2 separate regions of the Mus musculus genome follow, and region 2 is linked to region 1. A link is a contact called in public HiChIP or PLAC-seq data. All regions are on one chromosome and are shown on one strand. Each heading gives the region's core, a stretch centred on a gene start, on an enhancer-like site or on the middle of the called end of the contact. The rest is flanking DNA. Distances are from core to core; before and after follow the strand shown. Region 1 overlaps Gm51764 (a long non-coding RNA gene). Region 2 overlaps Trdn (triadin).

The links. HiChIP or PLAC-seq counts read pairs in DNA pulled down with a chosen protein or histone mark.
Region 2: a contact with region 1 is called in an H3K27ac HiChIP or PLAC-seq map of epiblast stem cells, with 13 times the contacts expected there. The contact joins two enhancer-like sites. A contact is called at or near these places in 3 of 39 promoter capture datasets (the 3T3-L1 cell line, embryonic stem cells and hippocampal neurons) and 1 of 115 datasets of contacts at active chromatin or transcription factors (epiblast stem cells).

What each region holds. Positions count from the first base shown.
Region 1 is chr10:31,451,797-31,459,701 of GRCm38.p6, reverse strand. Gm51764 (a long non-coding RNA gene) reads right to left here. Exons shown (of 3, transcript XR_003948861.1): 2 at 426-733. Among named protein-coding and RNA genes, the nearest start is that of Gm51764, 6.9 kb to the right of the region's middle. Within about 2 kb of position 2,656, at least 12 of the 459 cell types and tissues checked have an H3K27ac peak or open chromatin away from gene starts, as enhancers often do. A contact at or near this core is called in epiblast stem cells, where this site is marked.
Region 2 is chr10:33,191,193-33,199,097 of GRCm38.p6, reverse strand. Trdn (triadin) reads right to left here. Exons shown (of 38, transcript NM_029726.2): 8 at 2,973-3,149. Among named protein-coding and RNA genes, the nearest start is that of D830005E20Rik, 61 kb to the left of the region's middle. Within about 2 kb of position 2,972, at least 13 of the 459 cell types and tissues checked have an H3K27ac peak or open chromatin away from gene starts, as enhancers often do. A contact at or near this core is called in epiblast stem cells, where this site is marked.

The sequences.
Region 1 (7,905 bases), core at 1,407-3,906:
AAGGCCAAACTAGAAATTCAGGTTGTCACATGAATAACTAGAGGCTACAGCTGCAATTTTCCCAGAAATTGCCAGAAAGCAATTCAACCTGGTACGAGGAATTTTTGGCTGGCTGCAAGAGCTCAAGGGATTTATGAACTGCTTTCAAGAAGGGAGTCACCCAAAGGCCTATGTCCTAACTTGTAGGTCAGCCAGGAGGCCAGTCATAAGAACTGGGGCATTGAAAGCCAACACCTTAACCCAAAAGAGGCTGACCAGGCTCTATCTGGACATATAGGGTCACTTCCACCAACTGGAGAAACTCCTTTCCAATTAATATGCCTGTGTGTTTGCAGGCTTCTTCAGTCAGGTAGCAGGAAGCATGGAACCGTGTGGTTGGTTGGTGTGCCCAGAAGCACATGGTAGGCCTCAGTGGCACAACTCACGTGGTAGAAGTCTGTGAGTCTCACAAGGTGGCAACAGTGTCAATGGCGATGGTCTGCAGTAGCAGTGGAAATCCACGTGGTGGATGACGGTAGGTGCCAGCTGATGGAGTCCACATGGTGTAGCAGTGACTGCAGGTGGTGGCGGCCATCTCGTGGCATTGGTTCTCCTGCGGCAGTGGCAGATTCACCTGGTTCACCTTCATGTCAGGTAGTGACGGCTGCTGGGCCCCGCAGCTCCCCTGCATAGCGATTACCGAAATCTTTGGCACCAATGTTATCATCTTAATCGTTGCACATGTTCAGAAGGACTACACCAGGCCAAACAGTTCCACGTGAGGTTTATTGCGAGAGAGAGGGGCAAAGTGGTGGTGGAAAGAGAAGGGGGAGAGAGAGAGAGAGAGAGAGAGAGAGAGAGAGAGAGAGAGAGAGAGAGAGAGAGAGAGTTTCTTTATATATGGATGCTGACATAGTCACAGGTAAAGGTGGGAGATGAGCCAGGTGGATTCTGGGAATATGGTGGCTGTTTCCTTGGCAACAGGTGTTCAGGTAGCACCTATGTGATATCATGAGTTTCAGGAGGTCAGCTAGTCCCTGATTTTTAGATATGTAAATGTGCAATCTTATCTTGAAAAGATATAGATTCATAGTTCTTGGATTATTAGTGACTCTGGGCAAGTTATTTGGGGTTTTTTTGTTGTTGTTGTTTCTATTATTGCTGTTTTATTGTTTTGTTTTGTTTGGGAGCTCATGGGCCATTTATGATCCACTACTTTTTCATTCCAATCCCTATTGATTAATGAGTAAGTGGCTTAATGTGTAAGTGATTAACCTATACATTGGCTTAAAAATTTCTATTATCGGGCTGGTGAGATGGCTCAGTGGGTAAGAGCACCCGACTGCTCTTCCAGACTGCTCTTCCGAAGGTCCGGAGTTCAAATCCCAGCAACCACATGGTGGCTCACAACCATCCGTAACGAGATCTGACACCCTCTTCTGGAATGTCTGAAGACAGCTACAGTGTACTTACATATAAATAAATAAATCTTTAAAAAAAAAAAAAAATTTCTATTATCAAATGGTGAATTTTCTCCCTCTGTCTTAGTTACTCTTCTATTGCTATGACAAGAAACCATGACCAAGGCAACTCTTATAGAAGAATACGTTTAATTGGGACCTTGCTTACAGTTTCAGAGGGTTAGTTCTTTACCATCATGGCACAGGCAGCAGCAGAAAGAGAGAGACAGAGACAGACAGAGAGACACAGAGAGAGACAAAGACACAGAGAGAGACAGAAGAGACAAAGACAGACAGAGAGAGACAGAGACAGAGGGACAGAAGAGACAAAGACAGAGAGAGAGAGAGAGAGAGAGAAAGACAAAGACAGACAGATAGACACACAGGGAGAGAAAGACACAGAGAGAGACAGAAGAGACAAAGACAGACAGAGAGAGAGTGAGAGAGAGAAAGAGAGAGAGACTGGATCTGGTGTAGGCCAAGTAAGGACCAAGCATTCAAACATAGGAGCCTATGCTTCCATTCTCATCAAACCACCACACCCTTTTTCCACATTATGCAACACCCTTGGAAGATGTTAGCTCCTCCTTGCACAATCATGCTTCGTAGTTGATTCTGTGCATACTTTAAACCCCAGCAGGCCTTGCCTTTCATTACCTGATACCGACAACAGCCATTTCTTTACTCTCTCACACCACAGCAGCCCTAGGTACTGATTGATTTTGTACAGGACATAGATGACCCAGAGGTATCTGGAGACTTTAGGGAATATAGTTCTATTGGCTGTTCTAGATCCCATTTTTTCAGGCTCATATATTTGAATGCTTGGTAATGGGGAATATCACTACTTGAGAGGGATTAAGATGTGTACCCTTGTTGGATTAAGTGTAGCCTTCTTGGAGAAGAGTGTCACTGGTGGTGGGGTTTAAAGATTCAAAAGCCAAAGCCTGGCAGGCCCAGGGTCTTCTTCTTGCTGCCTGCAAATCCTAATGTACTCAAGTTAGTTCTCCAGCACCTTGGCTGCCTGCAAGCTGCCATGCTTCCCACCATGATGATAATGGACTAAACCTCTGAAATTGTAAGCCAGCTCCAATTAAATGCTTTCCTTTAAAAGAGTTGCTGTGGTTGTGGTGTATCTTTAGAGCAATAGAATGTTGACTAAGCACTTGCTGTGTTGTGCCCTTCCCCCAGCCTTGAGATGGCTAAACAAGTCTCAGATGGCTGAAGCCAGGTACCTGGCCTCACTGCATTGCATCTTCCTGCCTGAGCCTTGAGCTGACCACCTACTGAGCTTACTTTGCAACTCAATACAACTGAAAAAAAGCAACTGAACCCAGCCTAAAACAAAGAATGTTTCCTTGGGTCTGCCCTTTCTATTCCATGCCCAGCTCTCCTTCCAGGCATACCCAGTGCTCCATGACCGCTGGACTGCTACACCTAGTTGATTTTTGATTCCCATCTCTGCCTCTGGCATCATATGGCCATCAGTCTGTCAGTGTTTCTTTTTCTCTCCTCATAAGGACTCTAGTCAATTTTGATTAAAATCCTATCATACTGCTGTTCGGCCTTATCTGAACTAATTCCATGTGTAACCACCCTTCTTTCAAGTAAGAGAACATTCTGAAGTATTTGGGATTTGTACTTTACAGATTTTCTGGGGTAACATAGCTTAATTCACATCAAGAGAAAACTACTCCCCGGTATGCTAACCCCAGGGTATTGAATTATCTCTTGCTCAAAACCTACACCTGTTTAGTTTTTGTGACTGATGTCATTAATAAGTTCTCTGAGATGCGTTGTTTATATCATCAGAATTCTAAGCAGAAAGTATAGTTTATTTTATTTTTTAAGATATTGTCTTTATTTACACTTCAAATGTTATCCCCTTTCCTGGTTTCCCTTCTGAAAACCTCCCATTCCCTCACCCCTCACTCCCCATGCTCACCAACCCACCCATTCCCGCTTCCTGGCCCTGACATTCCCCTATACTGAGGCACAGAACCTTCACTGGACCAAGGGCCTCTCCTCCCATTGATGACCTACTAGGCCATCCTCTGCTACATATGCAGTTAGAACCCTGAGTCCCACCATGTGTTTTCTTTGGTTGGTGTTTGCATCCCAGGGAGCTCTGGACATACTGGTTAGTTTATATTGTTGTTCCTTCTATGGGGTTATAAACCCCTTCAACTCCTTGGGAACTTTCTCTAGCTCCTTCATTGGGGACCCTGTGCTCCATCAAATGGATGATTGTGAGCATCCATTTCTGTATTTGTCAGGCACTGGCAGAGCCTCTCAGGAGACAGCTATATCAAGCTCCTATCAGCAAGCACCTGTAGGCATCCACAATAGTGTCTGGGTTTGGTGGTTGTATATGGGATGGATCCCCAGATGGATTGGTCTCTAGATTCCTTCAGTCTCTGCTCCACACTCTGTCTCTGTAACTCCTTTCATGGGTATTTTATTCCCCCTTCTAAGAAGGATCGAAGTATCCACACTTTGGTCTTCCTTCTTCTTGGGTTTCATGTGTTTTTTGAATTGTATTTTGGGTATTCTGAGCTTCTGGGCTAATATCCACTTATCAGTGAGTGCATATCAAGTGTGTTCTTTTGTGATTGAGTTACCTCACTCAGGATGATAGTCTCCAGATCCATCCATTTGCCTATGAATCTCATAAATTAATTATTTTAATAAGTACATAGTACTCCTTCTGTATCCATTCCTCTATTGAGAGACATCTGGGTTCTTTCCAACTTCTGAATATTATAAATAAGGCTGCTAGTAGAGTATGTGTCCTTATTACATGTTAGAGCTTCTGCGGGGTATATTCCCAGGAGTGGTATAGCTGGGTCATCAGGTAATACTATGTCCAATTTTCTGAGGAACCGCCAAACTGATTTCCACAGTAGTTGTAACAGCTTGCAATTCCACCAGCAATGGAGGAATGTTCCTCTTCCTCCACATTCTTGCCAGCATCTGCTGTCACCTCAGTTTTTGAACTTAAGCCATTCTGACTGGTGAGAGGTGGAATCTCAGGGTTGTTTTGAATTGAATTTACCTGATGACTAAGGATGTTGACCATTTTTCAAGTGCTTCTCACCCATCTGGTATTCCTCAGTTGAGAATTCTTTGTTTAATTCTGTACCCCATGTTTTAATAGGGTGATTTGGTTCTCTGGAGTCCAGCTTCTTGAGTTCTTTGTACCTATAGGATATTAGCCCTCTTTTTGATTTAGCCCTCTTTTCCATATCTGTTGTTTGCCTTTTTTTTTTTAATGACAGTGTCCTTTGCCTTACAAAAGCTTGGCAATTTTATGAGCTCCCATTTGTCAATTCTTGATCTTATAGCACAAGCCATTGCTATTCTGTTAAGGAATTTTTCTCCTGTGCCCATATGTTCAAGGCTCATCACCACTTTATCCTCTACAAGTTTCAGTGTCTCTGGTTTTAGGTGGAGTTCCTTGATCCACTTAGACTTGAGCTTAGTACAAGGAGATAAGAATGCATCAATTCACATTCTTCTACATGATAACTGCCAGTTATACCAGCAGCATTTGTTGAAAATGCTGTCTTTTTTTTTCCACAGGATGGTTTTAGCTCCTTGATCAAATATTAAGTGTCCATGGATGTGTGTGGTTTTATTTCTGGGTCTTCAATTCTATTCCATTGATATACCTGTCTGTCACTGTACCAGTACCATGCAGTTTTTATCACAATTGCTCTGTAGCACAGCTTAAGGTCAGGGATGGTGATTCTACCTGAAGAAGTTCTTTTATTGTTGAGAATAGTTTTTGCTATCCTACGTTTTTTGTTATACCAGGTGAATTTGCAAATTGTCATTTCTAACTTTGTGAAGATTTGATTTGGAATTTTGATGGGGATTGCATTGAATCTGTAGATTGCTTTTGACAAGATGGCCATTTTTACTATATTAATCCTGCCAATCTATGAGCATGGGAGATCTTTCCATCTTCTGAGATCTCTTTTGAATTCTTTCCTCAGAGACTTGAGGTTCTTATCATATAAATCTTTCACTTCCTTAGTTAGAGTCACACCAAGGTCTTTTATATTATATGTGACTATTGTGAAGGGTGTTGTTTCCCTAATTTTTTTCTCAACCTGTTTACCCTTTGTGAAGAGAAAGGCCACTGATTTGTTTGAGTTAACTTTATGTCCAGCTACTTCACTGAAGTTCTTTATCAGATTTAGGAGATCTCTGGTGTAATTTTTGGCTCACTTATGTATACTATCCTATCATCTGCAAATAGTAATATTTTTATTTCTTCCTTTCCAATTTGTACCCCTTTAATCTCCTTTTGTTGTCTAATTGCTCTGGCTAGGTCTTCAAGTACTATATTGAATAGGGAGGGAGAGAGTGGGCAGCCTTGTCTTGTCTCTGATTTTAGTGGGATTGCTTCAAGTTTCTCTCCATTTAGTTTGAAGTTGGCTACTGGTTTGCTGAATATTGTTTTTACTATGTTTAGGTATGGTCCTTGAATTTCTGATCTTTCCAAGACTTTGGATCTTTTCAAATACTTTCTCAGTATCTAATGAAATAAAAATGCGTTTTTTTTCTTTGACTTTGATAATGTAGTGCATTATGTTGATGGATTTACGTGTTGAACCGTCCCCGCATCCCTGGGATGAAGCCTACTTGACCATGATGGATAATTTTCTTGATGTGTTCTTGGATTAAGTTTGTGAGCATTTTATTGAGTATTTTTGCATCAATATTCATAAGGGAAATTGGTCTGAAGTTCTCTTTCTTTGTTGGATCTTTATGTGGTTTAGGTATCAGAGTAATTGTGGCTTCATAGAATGAATTGGGTAGAGTACCTTCTGTCTCTATTTTCTGGAGTAGTTTGAGAAGTATTGGTATTAGGTCTTCTTTGAAGGTCTGATAGCACTCTGCACTAAACCCATTTGGTTCTGGGCTTTTTTTTGGTTGGGAGACTATTAATGACTATTTCTATTTCTTTAGGGGATATTGGACTGTTTTAACTGTTAATATCATCCTGATTTAACTTTCGTACTTGGTATCTGTCTAGAAAATTGTCCATTTCATCCAGGCTTCCCGTTTTGTTAAGTATAGGCTTTTGTAGTAGGATCTGATGATGCTTTGGATTTCCTCAAATTCTGTTGTTATGTTTCCCTTTCATTTCTACTTTTCTTAATTATGATACTGTCCCTGTGCCCTCTAGTTAGTCTTGCTAAGGGTTTAACTATCTTGTTGATTTTCTCAAAAAACCAGCTCCTGGTTTTGTTGATTCTTTGTATAGTTCTTTTTGTTTCTACTTGGTTGATTTCAGCCCTGAGTTTGATTATTTCCTGCCTTGTACTCCTCTTGGACATATTTGTTTCTTTTTGTTCTAGAGCTTCCAGATGTGCTGCCAAGCTGCTAGTGTATGCTCTCTCCAATTTCTTTTTGGAGTCACTCAGAGCTATGAGTTTTCCTCTTAGAACTGCTTTCATTGTGTCCCATAAGTTTAGTATATTATGGCTTCATTAAACTCTAAAAAGCCTTTAATTTCTTTCTTTATTTTCTCCTTGACCAAGTTAAGGAAGTTAAGTTGGGGAGAGTGTTGTTCAACTTCCATATGTATGTGGGCTTTCTATTATTTATGTTGTTATTGAAGATCAGCCTTAGTCCATGGTGATCTGATAGGATGCATGGGATTATTTTAATATTTATATATTTGTTGGGTCTTTATGTGGTTTAGGTATCAGAGTAATTGTGGCTTCATAGAATGAATTGGGTAGAGTACCTTCTGTCTCTATTTTCTGTTGAAGGCCTGTTTTGTGACCAATTACATGGTCAGTTTTGGAGAAGGTACCATGAGGTGCTGAGGACGCAGATGTAGCTGTCTCTTGTGAGACTATGCCGGGGCCCAGCAAACACAGAAGTGGATGCTCACAGTCAGCTAATGGATGGATCATAGGGCTCCCAATGGAGGAGCTAGAGAAAGTAGCCAAGGAGCTAAAGGGATCTGCAACCCTATAGGTGGAACAACATTATGAGCTAACCAGTACCCCGGAGCTCTTGACTCTAGCTGCATATATATCAAAAGATGGCCTAGTCGGCCATCACTGGAAAGAGAGGCCCATTGGACTTGCAAACTTTATATGCCCCAGTACAGGGGAATACCAGGGCCAAAAAGGGGGAGTGGGTGGGCAGGGGAGTGGGGGTGGGTGGATATGGGGGACTTTTGGTATAGCATTGGAAATGTAAATGAGTTAAATACCTAATAAAAAATGGAAAAAAAAAAAAAAAAAGAAGGTATATCCTTTTGTTTTGGTATAAAATGTTCTATAGATATCTGTTAAATCCATTTGTTTTACAATTTTTGTTAGTTTCACTGTGTCTGTTTAGTTTCTGTTTCCTGGATCTGTCCAATGAGGAAAGTGGGTTGTTGAAGTCTCCCAGTATTATTGTGTGAGTTGCACACATTAAACCTTTTAAAAGCCAATGT
Region 2 (7,905 bases), core at 1,723-4,222, 1.7 Mb before region 1:
ATAGAATCCTTTTCATTAATACTTAAATAAAGGTGAGTCAAAACTTATAATGTTTCTAAAGTTTATATATATTCTGGTTGCTGAAATGAGGTAGTCCATTTTTAGAACAGCCTACAAATCTACTTGTTTGTTGAAGCACTTCCAAGGATGGTTTCTGCCTTATCCCAGGCTCTGAGATTTCTATGGTGTTAGACAAAAGTAACATTAAAATAGGTACTATTTTTTCCTTCCTAGACACGAGATTTTGCTATAAACCAGGCAAAGAATATTTTTTCTTTAAGTGGACAATATGGATTTTGGACCTCATCTAACATATGGTTATTCCTTCCTATAGCTCAAGAATATTTCACAAAAAGATAAGAAATATGCCAGAATGCATGTATAGGACCCATTACTCACAAAATTGTAACGCCATGGGTGTATTCATAGTATGTGTGTTTAACAATCCCCTACTTTGTATAGTTAGAGTGATGGCTAGGAATTAGATACTACACAGTGTCATGAATAGGAACAGGAACCTCAGATAATCAATATGGCTTCCTCCACACAGTTTAAAATTAGCTTGGCATCCTTTTTCTTCCTCCAATAGGGCCCCCTACTGGTAGACCAGTGTTCCAGGTTCACAGCCTGACTAGGCTTTGCTCAAAAGTTGTGAGCCTATCTGTCTTTGGTCAAATTGACCAATCCTAAATTAGGTGATAAAAACCTCTGAAGGACTCTTAAAACCCCTCAGTGCTAGAGTGATGAAACGGGCTTCCAGAGTTCCCTTCACCCTCTGTAGAACATCTCTCTTTGAGAGTGCTCTGCAGGGTGCTTGCTTCCTCACCTTAAACAAAAACATCACCTGATCATTCTAAGACTTCCCTACCCCACCCCGCTTCCACCTTGCACTCCAGATTTTTCTTAAATTTTCATTCTTCAACTGGCATTGATCAAGACACCTAGAGGGTAGCAATACCACACAGAGTATTACTCTCTACAACGCCCCCCTTTTCTTTTTTTTTTTTCTTTTTTTTTTTCTCCCCACAAAAATCACTATTTGTATTTTAAATTCCTGGAATAGCCTTTTTTTCCCCCTTTCTTTCTTTCTTTCTTTCTTTCTTTCTTTCTTTCTTTCTTTCTTTCTTTCTTTCTTTCTTCCCTTTTTTCTTTCTTTCTTTCTTTCTTTCTTTCTTTCTTTCTTTCTTTCTTTCTATTCTTATATGTCACCTCTGTCTGAAGTTTATAAGGAAGAAACTACTTATAATATAAAAGGTTTGTATACCTCCCTACACACAGATGAAATATTGCTTTCTAAGCACAAGCATAAAATGGAGGTTGCATCCTGGTTACATTCAAATCATGCTGAATGATTCTCTGAACTAACTAAAGATGCCCTTCAGATTTCCTCATTAATTGATGTGTTCATTAGTTTCATGTTACAATTTTCTTCCTTAAAGGGTGATCTGAATTTCATAGTATTTTAGAATCCAACTATCCACATAGTGAATTTTCCTGATTTGTATCACAGTGAAATGGTCATTTAAGTTATTTCTCATTATTATATCCTTTTATAGCATACACATTCATATGTAAAATTATTTTAAGAGATAATACTTTATATTTTCAATGTTCAAGATCCTGTAATCATCTTGAAAACAATATGTTCAAATTTCCAAATGTTTTAATCTGGAGAAGTATCTGTAAAATTAGATTGAAATGAATGAAATTTACATAAAGTTTATCACCCACACAAAAAAAAAAAAAAAGAAAAGAAAAAAAGTACTCCCTTATTTTCTTGTTTCTATACATGCACCTTTTCTTGTTTCTATACATGCACCTTTTGTTTCATAAATTAAAGTTTACATGCATTATGTACATATCAAAACTTATAAGCATTGTGATGTTGAAAAATAAGATAAAAATACAAAGAATGTGTAATTAATATTATGTAGTTTGTAAGAGAAAAAATGTTTCCAGTTTTACTATTAAAATAGTCTTCTTAGTAAAAAGTTTTAAAGTCACAATAAAGTTGTATAGACACCAATTTGTCCATTTTGGGTTTTTTTGTTTGTTTTGTTTTGTTTTGTTTTTGTCCATTTTAGTTTTGAAAAAAATTATTCAATTGCTTTTAGAGTCAAGGAAATTGTTATTTTGTAACATTCATAAGAAAAGGTACAACTTTCTCAGGAACAGATCACACAGAGCAGACCTTGTGTTCTATATGTGAAGATCTGGATTTGTAGTAACCATTGATTTGGGGATAGAAAACCCAAAAAGGTACCCTAGTGGTGGGACAAAGAGGCCCTTTGTGACCATTTTAAATTCACACAGCACCTTTCTGTAAAAAATTTCCTCTCTGTAAATGGTCTATATCTGAGAAGTGAGTTAATACACCATAGTTGGTGAAAAGAACATCTGTCTTATGCAAACTATCCTAAAGTTAATTTTTTTAAGAAGACTAAAAAATTGCCCAACAATTCTTTATCATATAAGAGGTTTTCTACCACAATGAAATGAATTTATAGTTTAATGTGCATATTCTGAATGGTATCATTGCAGCAGTATCGAGGAAGTAATATTTTTATTTTATTTTTTCCTGTATGATTTGTGCATTGACTCCTGGAGCAACTCCTGAAGAGATGCTGTTGTTGTCAATTTTTAAAACTATCTTTTCCAGAGTCTAACCCATACAACTATTTAACTGTTCTGCCAAATCCTCAAGATTTCAGCGTTCAGCCCCAAACTTAAATAACTCCAAGTGATCACTCAACACTCTTTAAAACACTTGAAAATGCATCTAGCTATTTGAATACATTTTATTATTTTAGTATGTTAATACCCAATGGTAGTACTTCCTTTCAGGCTTGTTGGCTTGGATCTCTTTTTACCCCATCTGAGGTTTAATTTTAGTCTTTTCAGTTGACTGCATCTGCTTCTTGCCCATTATTCTCTTTGGACCTCCTGCTGTCTCCTCCTCCTGGAATGTTTACCTTTCTGCTCATGCACAGCTGGCATCTCTTTGTCATCCTTCTTTCTGGCCTTTGGTGGTGTTTTCGGAGTTTCTTTGGCTTTTGCAGCTGTTGGTTTCACTTTCTCCTGTTTTCCAACTTTCATTTCCTTCTTAGCCTTTTCTTCAGTCTTTTCCTTAGTCTTAATTTTCTTGTCCTCTACAAGAAGTTAAGACAGTTATTTTTCTTCACTCACATAATTCTTCAAGTCTTATTCAAGTCCCATTTTAAAAGGCAAACAAGATAATCAATAGAAAATAAGTGTCCTATAAATACTATTGACAATACTAGGGTACTATAAGTTTATGAATATGTTGTATTTGACATACAAGTCATGGACAGGTGAGGAGACTGATGAGGATTTCTGTTGTGGTTACAGTTTGTTTGGATTTTGGCTTTGATAATCAAGAGCTTAAGCTGTCCACAATGATTCATTTGCTTGTGACTGGGAATTTTTAATAAGAAAAATGTCTTCACTAAAGAGCCTAGTTAAAGAATTTTCTTTTAAAGGAATGTGATCATTTTGTTCTATAATAGAAAAATCTTAAGTATTACTCAAAAATAATACAATATAATATTTTAAAGAAGATAAATGCAAACAATACAAATGAAACATTACCTGCATGGTACTGTATAACAAGATGAGACTGATGATACTTACCGGAGACCAACTGACAGACAGACATCCCTATCATGATATTTATTAGAAACTGACAGACAGACATCCCTAATGACTAGGCCTGCAAAGATTGATAATACAGAAACAGATACACTCTCTTACATATCAAAGCCAGAGATCATATTCCCAAATGTTTGTAAAACTTTTAAAATGTACTAGCAAAAAGTACTAGCAAGTAAAATGTAGAATGTGCATTCTATTCAAAACACATTAACTTAATAGGAATTTTTGAAGAGTGAACTGGCTCACAAATAAATCATTCTGTGGATTGTTCTTTCATATTTTTTAAATCACTGATAGTACGATTCAATTAGTTCTAATGGGAATTGCATATTTGACATCTTCTGTATGTGGGATCATATATTTAACATAGATTTGACACACAATGAAGAGATTTGTCTGGACACTTCCAATACATTGTAGATATTATTGACACACATGTTAAAGAGTTTGATGAAAATACTGGCCTCTGTTTACTTTGCTTTGATGTAAAGCTTGTATCTGCCAACACTTTTATTAAGACGTGACCTTTATTATCTATTGTATATTTTGTATTGTACAAGATTGTTTTCTTATTAGTTTCCCCTACCAGGCTGGGAACAACTTGAGTTCAGGAACTCAGTTTTTAGTTTTCTATTACCATTGTGTTCAGTACAATGTTTATTTTCAGAGAATATAGAACTAGTGAATCTGACTTTTGGTATAGCATTGGAAATGTAAATGAGCTAAATACCTAATAAAAAATGGAAAAAAAAAGAACTAGTGAATCTGAATTAAATAAGAGTAAATGGTTCGCTACCTGTGTGTCATTTATATGATGTAGCAATATGTACTCTGCACATGTAAATAAAATGTTTAGAATAAACATGCCTATATTTTGAAATTTTACTAGCTTTTTTTATGCTGTTTGCTTGCTTATGTCTGTGTGAAATTGTTATTGTAGCTATCTTAAATGCCATCTAACTTTGCAGTTCAAAATTGATTTTACCTCTATTTTGATTTTACCTCTATTTTGATTTTACCCCTATCTTGTTACTGTAGAATTAAAGATTAGTGAAAATCTGATCTGTTTTAATGCTATTGAATTTTATAACTAACAAAGTCAATTCTCTTAGAGATAGGACAACACATTTCACAGAAGCATTACAATAACGTTTTATATAAAACTGAAGGCTTCCCTTCTTCTACTGTCAACTCCTTAAAACAAGTAAATTTGCCTTTAACTAGAAAACAGCAGGGTTGTTCAAGAACCAGGCAGAATTTGGGTTCACACGTCTTGACTTCTTATCCCATTTTCTTTTCTTTCCTCTCTGTTATTTTGTGAACTACAAAAGATGGGCACCATGTGTAGAGGGTCTAATATAAGCACCAGGAACAGGATGAGAATGAATCTCCATGTTTCTTGCAAAAAGAATTTCTAGGATGGTCTGGAAAAATACTGCCCTTGAACACACTGTATTTTATACAGAACAGAAAACACACTGTGTCATGTGAAAGTGCCAGCAGGAGACACAGTGTTCTAAAGGAGTTCATTTTAGTTTCTAACTCAAATGTTACCTGCTTAGCTTGTGCCTTTCTAATCTTATTTTATATTCTTAGAAACCCACATATCATATAAAAAATACTATCAGGAGCCATTATGGGACAAGCTAATAACTAGCAGGTGATGAACTTGAAGTGGCCTGCTTCAGATTATTATACAATCTGCGACAGGTGAGCCCTCATTAAACAAGACTGTGAGGGACTCATTTTAGAAAAGGTTCCTGCTATTAATATGCTTTTCCTGTTGTTATTAAACATATATAACAATCACTAAGTAGTAGCACACCCCTTTGGAACAGATGTCTGCAGATCCATGAAGATGTACTATCTTGTAGTGATGGTATATAGACAAATAGATGACTTAAGTCTTAATGATGATCCTACAAGAATTCCTAAAATTATATCTGTGATTACTAAGCTCTTTTATAATCAGACTGCTATTAGGTCCTTTTCTGATAATCAAAGCTGCAATGAGAACTATGCCAGTCTCTCAAGTGTCACCGTTTATTTGCTCTTAAATGGTAACCAGACTTTCTCCTACTCAGAGCATATTTCAAGAGGTTGTAAAACAATTAACCAAAGGTCATAAAAAAGGAATTAATGATTTATTATAGGTGATAGGACAGAAGATAAAATATCAACTGGGTTTATCTATACAAAACTTCACTAATAACTTAGTTATGGTTTTAAACCTTCAGTGAACCTGTGGAGCTGAGAGAGGTGATGGATTTTTAGCTAGATAATTACTCCTAATGGATATGCATGTCAACATTTGCTGTTTTAAACTTCTATTTCAATTTATGATTTGATTTTTGTCTGGACTTGTGATGAGCTTTGTAACATGTGGTCATGTATTCTGAAAGATATAGAAGTACTGAGGACAAAGATATGAAGGGAGATAATAGAGGAGACTTTTTTGCCTTTCCCTACTTAGACTAGATTCTTTTCCCTCTTCCCACATAGAGAATTTTCCCCTTTCCCCACTTAGGATCTTTCTGCTTTTCCCCTTAGATAGCTTTCATATGAAACTTTTTTACAACTTGGTAATAAATTCTATAATCACTTCTTTAAGTGTCTTCTCTTCGTGAGACTTTACACTAGCAGGCTGAGAGTTAGAGCCCAGCAGTTCCTTCTGAGATAGAACAAAGGCTATTTACTTAATCCTTTGTGGCTTGAGAAAGAGGAGCTAAGTGCTAGAAATTATAGTTTCTGGCCCAGAGGATCACAAAAGGCAGGTCAGCTAGAATAGCATAGTACTTTAGGCTCAGATAAGAAAACTTTTTATTATACAGCAACCCTAAATATCTCGACAAAGTCCTACCCTCCACCTAAGCTATTCCCCTGCTGCTGCCTCAAGAAGAATAGACGAGAAAGAAAAACATCCCATGCCGGGGCTGGCCCCCGGCCAAAAATCATGTATTCATCTGCCATTCCTAATATAACCTATATAGATAGATTAAATAAAAACACACCTGAGAGCATTATATAAGTGTAAAATGTATATAATTTGTTTACATATATCTGTCAGTATTAACATATATAAATAGGAAGCATTGGTACTGGACAGACTTAAGATGACTTCCAACAGCTCCTACCTTCTACTCGCCTCCATTTTTTCTTAATTTTTTAAATCATTTAAATGGTGTTATACATCAAACATATTAATAATATTGAGAATTTTGAAAATCAAATAATATATAAAAATTTGTTCAACTTTTATATTCATATCCTTTCATACCCTAAAATGTCATTAATGAATATTTAATACTATCCATAACTGAGAACCTTATATCTAATGTTGAATACTAAATTGTTTGAAAACGTACAAAATGTTCTTTGGGAATTAAGCATAATAAAAGAGCATAAAATATTGAAAATGAATCATTAAGAAATATATTCAAAAGCCCTTATATGATACCATCTGACACAGTGAAAGAATATTTAAAATGCATTATATACCTGTGCACATTGTCTAACAATCAGTTTACATAAAAAGATTATCAGTGTTTCTAGAAGAGGAATTATTTTATCAATAAGTATATTTTAAAAATTTCAAAATACCAAAACGCGTTGAAGTTAAACATTAAAAAAAAACAACTAATTTCAAGCACAGTGAAAACATTTTCAGTAATATTTCTATGATGTTTGTAGAACATAATTTTAAAATTTTCAACTGATAATATTCAACAGACAGAATACTTATTTTAAGATGTATTTCATTGTTGTATTGCTTTTTATTTCTGATTTTATTAATTTGGATGCTGTCTCTGTACCCTCTGTTTAGTCTGGCTAAGGGTTTATTTATCTTGCTGATTTTCTCAAAGAACCAGCTACTGGTTTTGTTGATTTTTTTTTTTTTTGTATAGTTCTTTTTGGATGATTTCAGTCCTGAGTTTGATTATTTCCTGCCTCTACTCCTCTTGGGTGTATTTGCTTATTTTTATTCTAGAGCTTTCAAGTGTGCTGTCAAGCTGCTAATGTATGTTTTCTCCAATTTCTTTTTGGAGGCACTTAGAGCTATGAGTTTTTCTCTTACCACTGCTTTCATTGTACCCTATAAGTTTTGGTATGACATGTCCTCATTTTCATTAAATTCTAAAAAGCCTTTAATTTCTTTCATTATTTCTTCCTTGTCCAAGTTATCATTGAGTAGAGTGTTGTTCAGCTTCCATGTCTATGTGTGCTTCCCATTGT